Regions from separate parts of the Mus musculus genome. Here regions 1, 2 and 4 are each linked to region 3. A link is a contact called in public promoter capture Hi-C data. All regions are on one chromosome and are shown on one strand. The core of a region is the stretch at or near the end of the contact, and the rest is flanking DNA. Distances in the headings are between cores, read along the strand shown. Region 1 has its middle 16 kb from the start of Slc5a11. Region 2 holds the start of Tnrc6a (trinucleotide repeat containing 6a). Region 3 holds the start of Ndufab1 (NADH:ubiquinone oxidoreductase subunit AB1). Region 4 overlaps Cdr2 (cerebellar degeneration-related 2).

What was found. Promoter capture Hi-C pulls out the DNA fragments that hold promoters and counts their contacts.
Region 1: a contact with region 3 is called in a promoter capture Hi-C map of liver, with 2.6 times the contacts expected there. The contact joins the enhancer-like site here to the promoter of Ndufab1 in region 3. A contact is called at or near these places in 3 of 39 promoter capture datasets (hippocampal neurons and liver) and 1 of 115 datasets of contacts at active chromatin or transcription factors (embryonic stem cells).
Region 2: a promoter capture Hi-C map of pre-B cells shows a contact between it and region 3, with 3 times the contacts expected there. The contact joins the promoter of Tnrc6a here to the promoter of Ndufab1 in region 3. A contact is called at or near these places in 8 of 39 promoter capture datasets (the 3T3-L1 cell line, 3T3-L1-derived adipocytes, the C10 cell line and 3 more), 1 of 484 Hi-C or Micro-C datasets (bone marrow-derived macrophages), 1 of 115 datasets of contacts at active chromatin or transcription factors (astrocytes) and 2 of 9 other capture datasets (adipose tissue and liver).
Region 4: a promoter capture Hi-C map of fetal liver shows a contact between it and region 3, with 3 times the contacts expected there. The contact joins the enhancer-like site here to the promoter of Ndufab1 in region 3. A contact is called at or near these places in 10 of 39 promoter capture datasets (the 3T3-L1 cell line, 3T3-L1-derived adipocytes, the C10 cell line and 5 more).

The regions. Positions count from the first base shown.
Region 1 is chr7:123,197,575-123,200,680 of GRCm38.p6, reverse strand. No RefSeq gene overlaps it. Among named protein-coding and RNA genes, the nearest start is that of Slc5a11, 16 kb to the left of the region's middle. Within about 2 kb of position 1,325, at least 22 of the 459 cell types and tissues checked have an H3K27ac peak or open chromatin away from gene starts, as enhancers often do. A contact at or near this core is called in liver, where this site is marked.
Region 2 is chr7:123,122,221-123,125,308 of GRCm38.p6, reverse strand. Tnrc6a (trinucleotide repeat containing 6a) reads right to left here and starts at 1,424. Exons shown (of 24, transcript NM_144925.3): 1 at 977-1,424; 2 at 594-641. The coding sequence starts at 981.
Region 3 is chr7:122,100,221-122,103,358 of GRCm38.p6, reverse strand. It overlaps Ndufab1 (NADH:ubiquinone oxidoreductase subunit AB1), which reads left to right and starts at 1,511. Exons shown (of 5, transcript NM_001360744.1): 1 at 1,511-1,704. The coding sequence starts at 1,537.
Region 4 is chr7:120,967,746-120,971,004 of GRCm38.p6, reverse strand. It overlaps Cdr2 (cerebellar degeneration-related 2), which reads left to right. Exons shown (of 5, transcript NM_007672.2): 2 at 567-679. Among named protein-coding and RNA genes, the nearest start is that of Cdr2, 13 kb to the left of the region's middle. Within about 2 kb of position 1,589, at least 17 of the 459 cell types and tissues checked have an H3K27ac peak or open chromatin away from gene starts, as enhancers often do. A contact at or near this core is called in fetal liver, where this site is marked.

The sequences.
Region 1 (3,106 bases), core at 76-2,575, 1.1 Mb before region 3:
GAAGCTGTATAACTTATAAAAAATAATAGAGTTATTTAGCTCACGGTTTTGGAGGCTGGGAATTCCAGAAACATGGCGCCGGCTTGTATTTGACATCTGGCAAGGGTCTTCTTGCTGGGTCTTAACGCGGAGTCAGAGTAAGCTTTCAGGAGAGAGGTTACATTTATCGCACAGTCACATTCCATACCCAATAATCCATTAAGGCATGGATGGGTTGATTTTTTTTTTCATTTTTCCAAAGGCTCTAAGTACCATTAACGTATGAGAGTGAGCATCAAGTTTCTAGCATGTAATGAATGGGAGGACAGAGCCAGGCCGTCCCAGGAGATGTCCATCTTTTTATACCCAGGGCATTAATGGTAGTCTCTACCCAGAGAAGTAATGCATTCCTGTAACCCCAGCACCCAAGAAGCTGAAGCCAGAGGACTGTGTGTCTGAAGTTAGCCTGGGCTACACAGTAAGAACCTATCTCAAAAGTACAAAAAGGGGGTTGGGGGCGTCCCTAACTATATCCCCTTCATCTCCTGTCTCCTCTTTCTGGGGTGTGGGGTTCTCTCTGGAATGTGTAGGTTACCTTGTGTGTAGAGCTTGCTGGCCATAGCTCCTCCCAGTCTCTCGCACAGGTAGCTGTGTTGGCACCACACCAGGAAACCTGAAGCCAAGTAGAGAAGTCCTGAGTGCATGAACAGGGTGCGGTCAGAGGGCCGCTATAGAAGCAGATCACACAAGACCTCCGGGGCACGGTAAGATCTGGCCGTTTCTCGAGGGCTTGATAGCTGGAAGTCCCACTGAGTCATTCTCATTGCATTTGGAGCTTATAGATGGAAACTGGCCTTGGCAAGACTGCACCAGATTTATCCAGACAGCAGAGCACTGAGGGTGCAGACAGCTGTGAGTTGTGCATGCTGGACTGTCGCGTACGCTGCCGGGTGCCTGGTGCTGGGTGCCAGGTTCGTGGTACATACTCCTGCTGCCCCGGCCCGGTGCATGCTAAGTTTAACAGCAGTCACATTCTCTTGGTTGGTAAGGAGTAGAGCTCATGGCTCTCTCCATTAACAGGGTCTACAGATGTGGCCACATCGTCCCAGTATTGATGGGGATAAATTTGCCCTAGTTGAGAGGGAGACTGAACTTAGGGTTCCCCAAAGTAGCACCTGAAGTGGGGTCAGGAGGCAACCAGCCACATCTGGAATTAAAGTGGTACAGGCAAGAGCAAATGTCCTGAGGTAGGAGACAACCTTGCAGTCCTGCCTCCTGTGGAGACTGGCTCTCCCCAGTTGCTGAAGTCACTGAAGGGTTGTAATCACAGCAGTGACCAGCTTGAACAGAGAGGAACAAAGGTCAGATTTCATTTTGACTGAGGTAGTGGCTCTGTGGGCCATGAGCAAGACACTGTCTGAAGCCACGTTCTTAGCTCTGGCAACTTACTGGAGGAAAATTGTCTGTTTATGAAAATGCAAGGAGCTGAGTGTTATGTAGGAACAGAGAGATGCCGAGGCCAAGAGGATGCTGTGGGTGGATGTGGCGGGACGCTGACATGGCCCTGTCAGAAACGCTTGAGAGGAAAACAGGTGGGCTGGATTGGGCCAGCGCTCGCTCAGAGGTGCAAGCGGCCTGCTGAGACTTTCCCCCTAGGTAGCTCCAATTCCGAAGCCTCCTTAACCAGAAACCAGAGGAGGTTTCCAAGGTCAGGAACTGCCAAGTGTAAGAGCTCTGCCCTGCTCTGTTCCCTCACCTTTGGACTCTCTCGGTTTCACTTCGGAGATTTTTATCTATGTTTAAAGATTCACTGCTCTCTGTGGGTGTGACTGGCTGCGTGTATATAAGAGCTCTATGTGCTTGCCTGGTGCCCTAGGAGGCCGGAAGAGGGTGTAGGTCTCCTGGGACTGTAGTTACAGCTGCCACGTGAGGGAATTGAACTTGGGTCCTCTGAAAGAGCAGCTAGTGCTCTTACCTGCTGAACCGTTACTTCAGCCCTACTTAGGGATTTCTAAGATTTGGTTCACCTCAAAATCAAGACTCAATTTAAGAATATCTATTTGGGGGCTGAAGAGATAGATCAGTGGTTGAGAGCACTGGTTGCTCTTCCAGAGGCCCTGGGCTCTCAGCACCCACATGGCAACTCAGTACCACCTGTAACTCTCAGTCCTACAAGACTTGACTCTCTCTTCTGCCTTCCTTGGGCACTGCTTGCATGTGGAGCACATACATACACTCAGGCAAAACACACATGCACATACATTTAAAAGGAAAAAAAAATTTTTTTTTCTAGTGCTTTGGGCATGCTAGGCAAGTGAACTGCTTCTCAACTGCATCCCTGCTGGGGTGGTGTCTGAGTGTGTGCACATGAGTGTGTGTATAAGTGTGAGTGTGTGCGTATGAGTGCGTATAGGTGTGTGTATGAGTGTGTGCATATGAATGTGTATGGGTGTGTGTGCGTATGAGTATGCATATGAATGGGGGGGGTCTATAGAGCCAGAGCAATTGTTGGTGTCTCCCTCTGTCACTATTTTTTTTAAATATTTATTGATTATATGTAAGTACACTGTAGCTGACTTCAGACAATCCAGAAGAGGGCGTCAGATCTTGTTACAGATGTTTGTGAGCCACCATGTGGTTGCTGGGATTTGAACTCCAGACCTTCGGAAGAGCAGTCGGGTGCTCTTACCCACTGAGCCATCTCACCAGCCTTCCCTCTGTCACTATTACCTTACTTCTTTTATCTATTACTCTGTGGGTGTGTGGTGGTAGTGGGGTACTTGAGTGGAGATCGGGGGACTACTTTGTGGCCCTGGTTACCTCCTTCCACCTTTATGTGACCTCCAAAGACTGAACAACTCAAGTCATCAGTTTTTGAAATGAGGTCCCCCACCTCCATGAGCCAATTTGCCAGCCCCTTCACCTTACTTCTCGAGACAGTGACTCTCGCTGAGCCTCTGCTAGACTGGCTGACTTGACATGTCCCCAGGATCCCATCAGTGCCACTCAGTGCTGGGATAACTCCGGTATACTACCTGACCCACTTCTTAGATGAGTACTGGGGAACTGGACTTGGGTCTTCATGCTTATACAACAAGTAGTTTGGCCCCTAAGTCATCTCCTCATC
Region 2 (3,088 bases), core at 175-2,674, 1.0 Mb before region 3:
ACTGAACACAGACTAAAATGTAGTTTCAAAGGAAAACAAAACGCAGTTTATGCTTCATGAAGTTCAAGGACAAAACTGTTTCCAATGCAACAGAATCCGCCTGACTACAATGTGCAGAGACAGAGAGGAAAAAATGTGAACACATAGTATCTTTTTATAAAGGCAACAATTTAGCTACAAAGTAATAACGGGGAAGCCAAAACAGTTTGACAGCCCGCCATAAGGGCCGCCTCAATCATGAGTCACACAATGCCTGCAACCATTTACAATAGTAATTAATGCACAAGTCCCCTAATTAAATTCTAAAAGGGTGAGAATGCTTTAACTAAGTTTACAAGAACTGCCTTTTGCTTTTCTTTTTAAGAACGAACACACTCGTAATTACGCGTCTCCCTGCAATGCCCCCCCCATGCAATATTCCCTGAGGCCGTTTCTCCCGAATGTCTGTTCCGTGAGTGCGAAAGCAAATGACACGGGGTTGGGGGGTGGGGGTGGAGGTTGGGGGGGGGGGGTCCGTAAACCCAGGAAGAGCGAAGCAGAGTGGAAACACACGATTATAAAGGGGCGGGAGACCGAAGGCTCGCCCATCTTACCTGCTAAGATTTCTCTCTACGTCTTTGGTAGCTTTAGCTTCCAATTCTCTGAAATAGCAAACAAAAACAAACACAAAAAAAAAAAAAAAACGGGGGGAGGGGATGCGCGTGAAAACGGAGCTGCTGCGGCAGAGCGCCCGCGCGGTGGGGGAGGGGCGGGGCTGCGGGCTGCAGCGCTGCGGGCCGCCGAGCCCAGGGCGACCGAGCCCAGAGCCGTAGCCCGCGCCGGACCAAGCTTCCCGGACCGCCCGGGACTCCCGCCCACGCCCGCGTCCCCCCGGGGACTGCCCCGCGCCGCCGCCCATCAGCCCGAGGGGGTCCTGCGGCAGCGCCGGAGGCTGGCTCCTGGCCCCCCGAGCGAGCCTCCCCTCCGGTCCGCTCACCTCATGTGTGTAAAGTGCACTAGCGCGTGAGGCGCGGGGAACGAGGCTCGCGAGCCTCAAGCCCTCCGCAGCGCCGCGGGGACAGGCCCGAGCCGCTGCACCAGCGCCATTTTCTACACCGTCCCGCTGCCGCCGCCGCCGCCGCCGCCACCGCTGCCGCCGCAGGCCCCAGACCGGAAGTGAATGCCCCACTCGCAACCCCTTCCGGGGGCGCCGTGGCCCGGGAGCCCCAAGATGGAGGTCCTAGCAACTAGGCCTGCCGGACGAGGCAGCCACTTGACAACTGTCTGACGCGTCCAGGACTTCGCCGGAGCTGTCGGGGAACTCCGAGGTTCCCCACGAGCGGCTCTGGGGCCTGGCAAGAGCGGAGCGCGGCCTTTTTCGCCGAGGCTGGCTCGGGCTTGCCTCGGACCATCCCCTCCTCCTTCTTTACTGCGACACAAGTTTCCTTCCCCTCGGCCCGGCCCCTCCCTTACAGAAACACGCCTTTAAAAAAAAAAAAAAAAAAAAAATCCAGCAAACCGCAAATTCCACCCCTGCCGCTGCCAGACTAGCCCGCGCCGTTTTTTAAATTCACCCACATCTAATTACTTTTGACCTTCAGCCACATTTATTTAACCTCTCGATTTGTGCCTCTTCCCAGGTGAAGAATGCATCCCAGAAGTTTCATTTTTTTTATTTTTGTGCCTCAAATTTTTACACACCCTTGACTCAGCAATTCCACTTGCACGAATTTCTCTGCTCAAGAAATAACCATTTGGGTATCACTTTTAAGTACTTCACAATCAAGATATTAACTCAAATGCACAGGAAAGGTTGAATAACTGTAGCCAGCTACGACATCTAATGCTATGAGGTGGCATTAAACGCAGCTACTTGCAATACCTGGGGTCTTGGTTACAATAAAAGAATGGAAACGCAGATGCCATACTAGTTCTCAGAAAGACATGTGAACACCCAAAAATTCTTACATGTGAACACTGTAAGATACATGTCTGTAGGTAAAGTATGTAAGTCTACATGTAGATAAAATAAGATACAGTAATATAATACATGAAGATACAATTATTACAATTATTTTCTTAAATTACAATATAGACACATACCTGATTGTAAATACAATAAGATACATACCCAAAGGGGGATGCTGCAATATAATGCATTAAGATATTATAATGCACATAGGTACATACATATTCGGTGCATATAATGCTAGTAATCTGCACATTTCTCCTCTACTTAAAATCTACTCCCTTTTACTTTCTCAGAAAACTCGCTCTGCAGACAACCTTCTTTTGCCCTTTTCTATTCTAAGTCCTTTAACTGGTTTAAACCTGCTCCAGTCTCTCCCATGAAACAAGCTCTGTGATTGTCTGCTTCTGCTCTAGGAGAAATGTGTGTTGTAGTTAGCTAATGAGTGGATGAATGCCCAGAAAGGAACTAGCCAGCATGTTAACGTCTGTTTTGCATTTTTCTTCTTTTGGTGTTCTTAATTTTATGAACACCCTATAAACATTTTTTGGAAAAAAATTACAAATTGCAAAATGAAGAATAACAAATAAATGCTAGTAATTTTTACATTTTAATTTATTTGAGATGGGGGTCTTACTCTATATCCTTGGCTAGCCTATGTAGGCCAGACTGGACTCAAACTCAGAAATCTGCCTATCTCTCTCTCCTGAGTTCTAGTGATCTATAACACACACACACACACACACACACACACACACACACACACACACAGGATCAACTTTGGTTAGGTTCTTTGTTAAACTGATACAAGATGGAGTCATCTGAGAAAATGCCCCCATCAAATTGCTGTAGGCAACTCTATAGGCATTTTCTTGATTAATAGTTGATATGGAAGCTCTTTAGAGGCCATCCCAGGTTGTATGAGAAAGCATGCTACAAGCCATGGGGAGCAAGCCAGTAAGCAGCACACTCCTCTATGTCTCTGCTTTAGTTTCTGCCTCTAGGTTCTTGCCTTGAGTTCCTGCTCTGATTTTCCTATATGATGAACTATGAACTGTAAGCTGATAAACCCTCTCCTCCCCAATTTGCTTGTCAGTATGGTGTTCATCACAGTGATAGAAGGCAAATTAAGACAGAATC
Region 3 (3,138 bases), core at 262-2,761:
TGAGAGGGATGAACAGGGCCGCTTCTAGGCATGTTCAACTTACACCAGAAAGTCTTAGCTGAAAACAAAGGAAAGGGCACTTTGAAGGTGCGTTAGTGCAGGAGTTTGACTTTGGTGTCTGCCTGCTTAGTGTCTAGTTGGTGTGTGGGCTTCACTTGTCCATTTTTGTTCACCGTCTCAGATCCTGAAGTGTCAAAATGAATTCTACCTGCAAAGCTGTAAGTAACCTGCCTAATCTGTAATATACACACATTGTCCAGTTTCGCTTTTGGCTGTACTGCAGACTGAACCTAGAACGGTCATGCTAGGCAAATTCCCTACATCCATGCATTATCAAAATTTAAAATATGTACTGTTGTACTTCACCATTTCCTGGTCTCCAGGTTACTGTAAGCACACGGAGTTTGGGAGGTTTGTGGAGGGGGGGGTTATTTGTTTATTTATCTATTTTGAGACAGGGCCTTGCTATGTAGTCTAGGCTACCACCATAAGATGATCCTCCTGCCTCAGCCTCTGGAGTTGGGAATGAGGACGTGACAGTCACACCTACTTGGCTACTAGTCTTAAAACTCACACTTATAATGTGTACTGAGTTTTCACTGAAACAACAATAACAAAATCTTAGCGCTATGGGAGAAACGTGACATATTTTATTTTTCAGAGATAGGGTTTCACTATGTAGCCCTGGCTGGCTTGGAACTTGCAGTGTAGACCAGGGTGTTCTTCAACTCTCAGAGATCCTCCTGGCTGCAGAGTGATGGTATTAATGTTGTTTGCCACTATGCCATGATCCCCACCCAACTTTTTTTTTTTTTCTGAAAATGATGCAGTTTTAATATACCATTCTGCAGAAAGGGACACAAAGAAAAGGCAAAAAATTACTGTCGAGTTGATTTTGCCCTGAAATTCCTGCCTCTTTCTCCCATAGGCTAGACATTATAAAATTCACAATCTAGCATATTCCCCTCTCAAATTCTCTATCCTTTTTATTTAGGAGGAAAAACCTTATTTAATGAATTAATTTGAGGCTTGAGAGTGCCCCTTTCGCTGATTGTGGGCCAACCCATATTGTTGATTGCCTAAAACTTCTCTTTATTTATTTATTTTTTAATTATTCACTTTACCTCCCCGCTCCCGGTCAGCCCCTCCCACAATCCTTCCCCCATCCCCATCCCCTTCTCCGTCTCTGAGATGGTGGGGACCCCCCTGGGTACCTCGCTACTTCAAGTCTCGGCGAGGCTAGGCGCTTCCTCTCTACTGACAGCCAACAATATATTTCAGAACTTTGGGAGAAGAATCAAGTCGGTTTCTCTTTTGGGTCAGTGACAGTGTTTAGGGTTAGATGGCATTTGTGCAGTTGCAACCACAGCAGCCCTTGTCCTTCTAAAGGAGGTGGGTGCAGCGCGGCTGGGAGCCGCTAGGGTCCGCCCGCGCCCGCGCAGCCCTCAAGCGCCGCTCTGTACGTCGCCGGCGTACGGCGCTAGCTGCGGCCGCGGCGGGAGGCTGCGGCGCAGTGCATCCTGGGTTGGCGTAGCCATGGCGTCTCGTGTCCTCTGCGCCTGTGTCCGCCGCCTGCCCGCGGCCTTCGCGCCGCTGCCCCGGCTTCCCACGTTGGCCTTGGCGCGGCCGCTCAGCACCACCCTATGCCCTGAGGGAATCCGGAGGAGACCCGGGGCTCTGCAGTCCGCCTTGGCGCTCGCGCAGGTGACTTGCGGTGACTTTGCCGGGGCTAGTCAGGGGTCAGGGCCCCGGGCCGTCCGGGTTGGGGGAGGGGCTGCACAGAACCTGCAGGGGTGATGGGGTACACGGCTAGCCCCACTGCCTGACGGGTTTTGGTTGACCCCTGTCGCGAAGCTAAGTGTCTTATGATTAGAGCACAGGACTTTGACCCAGTCTTTTTTTTTTTTTTTTTTTTTTTTTTTTGGTTTTTCGAGACTCTGTATAGCCCTGGCTATCCTGGAACTCACTTTGTAGACCAGGCTGGCCTTGAACTCAGAAATCCTCCTGCCTCTGCCTCTCGAGTGCTGGGATTAAAGGCGTGCGCCACCATGCCCGGCTTTTGACCCAGTCTTGACTGAAGAACAAAATTGGACACCAGCTCTCATCCTTGCGGAGTGGCAATGAAGTTTAGGTGAGAGTTCGAGTAGAGCACCTACTGCGATTGGCAATTACCGTGGTCACTTCCAAGGACGTACACAAGAGGAAAGCCACTTGCCCATAATAGTCCTCTGCAGAGTATTCTCTAGGTTCCCAGAGTTCTATTGTAATTTCCCCCCTGTGGCACCTTTTGTCTGTGAACTTTCTGGAAGTAAGGATAGGAAACAAGTCCTGTGTAGTTTGCATATTTGATGAAACCAGTGTGGGGCTTAAACTCTGTGAGGATGTCACTTTCAACCCTAACTAGCCCTCTTCCCGCTCCCCTTCTGACTCTTTCCGCTGGTATCAAGCCCTGGCATGGCGTTTTAAGTTCCAGTGTGCATGCAAGGTTAGGAAGTACTGTAGTAGACTTTGGGCCAAGTTGAAGAACCGATTCTCATACTCAGTGACCTTCCTGAAGTAGTGGTTTCAGTCACACCTGCACGCTACAAGAAGAGCTAAGGTTCTACATCCTGTGTTGAGATTCACCGACAGTGTAATAGATAGGCAGGCCATTGTCCCATTGGCTAGACCAAAAGGTTGTCATTATAAAAGTGTTAAAAGGGCAGTAAAGGGGGCTGGTGAGATGGCTCAGTGGGTAAGAGCACCCGACTGCTCTTCCGAAGGTCCAGAGTTCAAATCCCAGCAACCACATGGTGGCTCACAACCATCTGTAACGAGATATTTCGCCCTCTTCTGGTGTGTCTGAAGACAGCTACAGTGTACTTACATGTAATAAATAAATCTTTAAAAAAAAAAAAAGGGCAGTAAAGCTGCTGTGCCTTAGGATCTAGAGACCAATTTCAGATTAAGCTAAAATGTTACTTCTCAAACTTAAGTTGTGCATAAAGTATTTTTGTGGGCTTTCTAGATGGGGTCCTGGGACCATGCTTTGAACAGGTGGTGTGCTCTCTGTCTGCTTTATACAGATAGTAGAGGAACTGCTTTATGCTTACAGAATGGTTTTGGTTACGGTCATTCACAGATGTGGAGACACAGTTG
Region 4 (3,259 bases), core at 340-2,839, 1.1 Mb after region 3:
GTTCCATGGGGTCCAGTGTTGCTTCTGACCTTCAGCGGTACATAAACTCTCATAGACACACACACACACACACACACACACACACACACACACACACAAATTCAAAGGAAACAATTTAAAGGAGTCCAGACAACAAACTTTGCTTTGCCAGTTGTGTTCACAGTAGCTTGCTAGAAATTTTGGAGGCTGCTAAGAGGCCTATCTCTTTGGCTCAAGGATTCATCTCAAAAGCACAATGTCAGGATTTGAATAAGTCTTTTACCAAAAGACTATTTGGAATTGTAAGACTGAATGGTCATTTCTGAAATAATGCCCACATCTCTATGAAATAGACTACTGTCTTTTATGTCTGACAGGGTGCATGAGAGAGTCCTTCACCTGCTAGCAGGCCCCAGGTCAACTGAATTTTAAGTAGGACTCGGATTTCTTTTAGGTCATTCTGCGTTCTACTGGGACCTGACTTGCATGTGTGGGGCTTGCTTCATTTACTTTAAGAACTGAGTTATATAAAAATTGAAGTGAGCTCATTGGACTTGCTGCGTCCTAAGAGTTGTTTGTTGTGCCAGATCTCCAGCTTGCTGCTGAACTTGGAAAGACGCTACTGGATCGGAACACAGAGTTGGAAGATTCTCTTCAGCAGATGTACACAACCAATCAGGAGCAGTTACAGGAAATCGAGGTAATTTATTCAGTGGGAGAGGTACATCCTCTGATGTGTGGCTCTCTGCTGTTGTCATCGACCTCTAAAATAGCACTTGCAGCTAGAAATAGTATTCAACTTGGAAGTAGTCTTTTTTGAGAAATTGAACCACCAAAGACACTTTCTTTAGATGTGCCTAGTAGGTAAGTATGCTCTGATTAAAAATAGTTTTCTCTTCAACCTTGGTAAAGTGTGTAAAAGTAAACAATCTAGTATTTGCCAGTGTGTAAAGCAAATGCTATGAAGTTGTACTTAGTTTTTTAAGTTTCTTTTTCTTTTAGTAATAAAATTAGTTATGCAACATGGAAGGTATACAGGAAAGCACGCACATGCAGAAACACATGCAGAAAGCATGCACATGCAGAAAGCACGTGCAGAAACACATGTGGAAAGCATGCACATGCTGAAACACATGCGGGAAAGCACATGCGGAAAGACATGCGGGAAACACATGCGGGAAAGCACATGCAGAAAGTGCATGCAGAAACACATGCGGAAAGCACATGCAGAACAGGACTGTGCAGCCCAGCCCCCCCACCGCCACCCCCCAGTTTGGGGAGAGAACTGCCCAGACTATTGACATTCCCTGCATACTCTTCTTTGGTGGCACCTCCCTCCTTCCAACTAAACACCATTCCATATTTAGAGTTAGGTAGGAAGGTTTGTTTTGATGCAGTATTTGATTTTATAATTTATTTTAACGACCTGTGCTTAAACTTAAAGAATTAGTCAAATTCTTGTTATTTATTTGAGACAGGAAGTGTTGTTCTGCAATCTGGGTCGGTTTGAGACTCAGTCTCCTGCCTCAGCCTTTACAAATTTTTGTGAAGTAAACATACCGGTGCAGCCTACACTCAGATAAGGAGTGAAAACATTATCAGTCATTCACTCACTACCCCAGTAACCAGCACCCCACCCAGACACCCTGGATTAGCCTCTGTTTGAACTTCACATGAGTGTAGTGACTTGTGCAAATTTTAACCTAACTTTTACTTCGGTTTCATTTGCTTCTGTGGATTTCGAGTGCTGAATACACGCTCTGTCCCTAAGTCTCCGGGGTCCTAAACTTTTCAAAATTTTATTGACAGTTTTCCTCACTAGACAAGTAATTAAAACATGGAGTGGGAGTGTTGTTGTTTTCTAATTTACAAAAACAATAAGGCAGGTGTGGTAATGCGTACCTTTAATCGTCAGCACCCAAACTGAAGCAGGTGGGCCTGTGAGTTTGAGGCCAGCCTGATCCACAGAGTAAGTTCCAGGACACCCAGGGCTACATAGAGAAACCCTGTCTTGAAAATTGAAAAAGATAGAGAAAGAAAAACAGTTATGATTAAGAACCAAAAAGTCAGCATTTACCCCATCTCCCAGAGAGATCTAAAATGAGTTGAAACCATTGTTGAACAAAATACTGATCGGGGATGAGGGATACTGGTCAGCTGGTGAGAACAGGAGGAGGAAGTCTCTAAGACTTACTATGAAGAACACGGGGGCGGGGGTCGGGGGTCGGGTATTGAGACAGGTCTCACCATGTGGTCCTGGCTATCCTAGAACTCACCATGTAGACCAGGCTGGCCTCAGATTTGCAGAGATCTATTTGCCTCTGCCTCCCAAGTGCTAGAACTAAAGGTGCCATGATGGTTCAGCTTCCAAGGACTGATTATAATACTAATGCCAAGTATTCTTCCAGAGGCTATTAGTGCATTTCAAACAGTCATTGTAAAAGATGATCAGTAATTGAAGTATTGTTTTTGATGTTTAAAAATGGCTACCAAGATGACTTTACTCAGGACTTAGAATGGGAGGGGAAAACTGACTCCTTCAAGTTGTCCTCTGACTCCACATTTGTGCCATGGTATTCACACCCCCCAAGAAGATCCATACACCCAGACGATCCACAACCTCCCCAGATGATCCACACACACCCCAGACAATACACACACGCATACCCCAGACAATCCATAAATGAAAATTTAGAACATGTTTGTTTGTTTGTTTGTTTGTTTTAAAGAAAATTGAGCTGGTGTAATAGGGCATGATTTTAATCCCTCCACTTAGGAGGCAGAGATGGGCAGATCTCTGTGAGTTCAAGGCCAGCCTGGTCTGCATAGTGGGTACCAGTAGGCTAACCAGGACTACATAGTTGAGACTTAGTCACACACACATTTCTAAAGTTTTATTATGATTTGTAAAATTTTATGTGTATGGGTGTTTTTTCTGCATGTCTACGCATCATGTTTCTGCCTGGTGCCCATGGGAACCAGAAGAGAGCATCAGATTCTATGGAACTGGAGTTATAGACAATGTGTGCCGACATGTCAGTGCTGGGAATTGAAGTCTGGTCCTCATGTAGCAACAAGTACTCTAAGCTGCTGAGCCATCTCTCAAGCCCTCAATTTTTTTTAAAAAGTTGAGTAAGCTATTGAAGTAGTGGTTTTACTGGCTTCAGAAAGGCCTGTGGCTTGTCTGAGTACTGATTTGAACACCCAGTTTTTAAATTACATTTATTATTAACCTACATTTGTATATGTATACGTGTATACACACACACACACCTGGGTG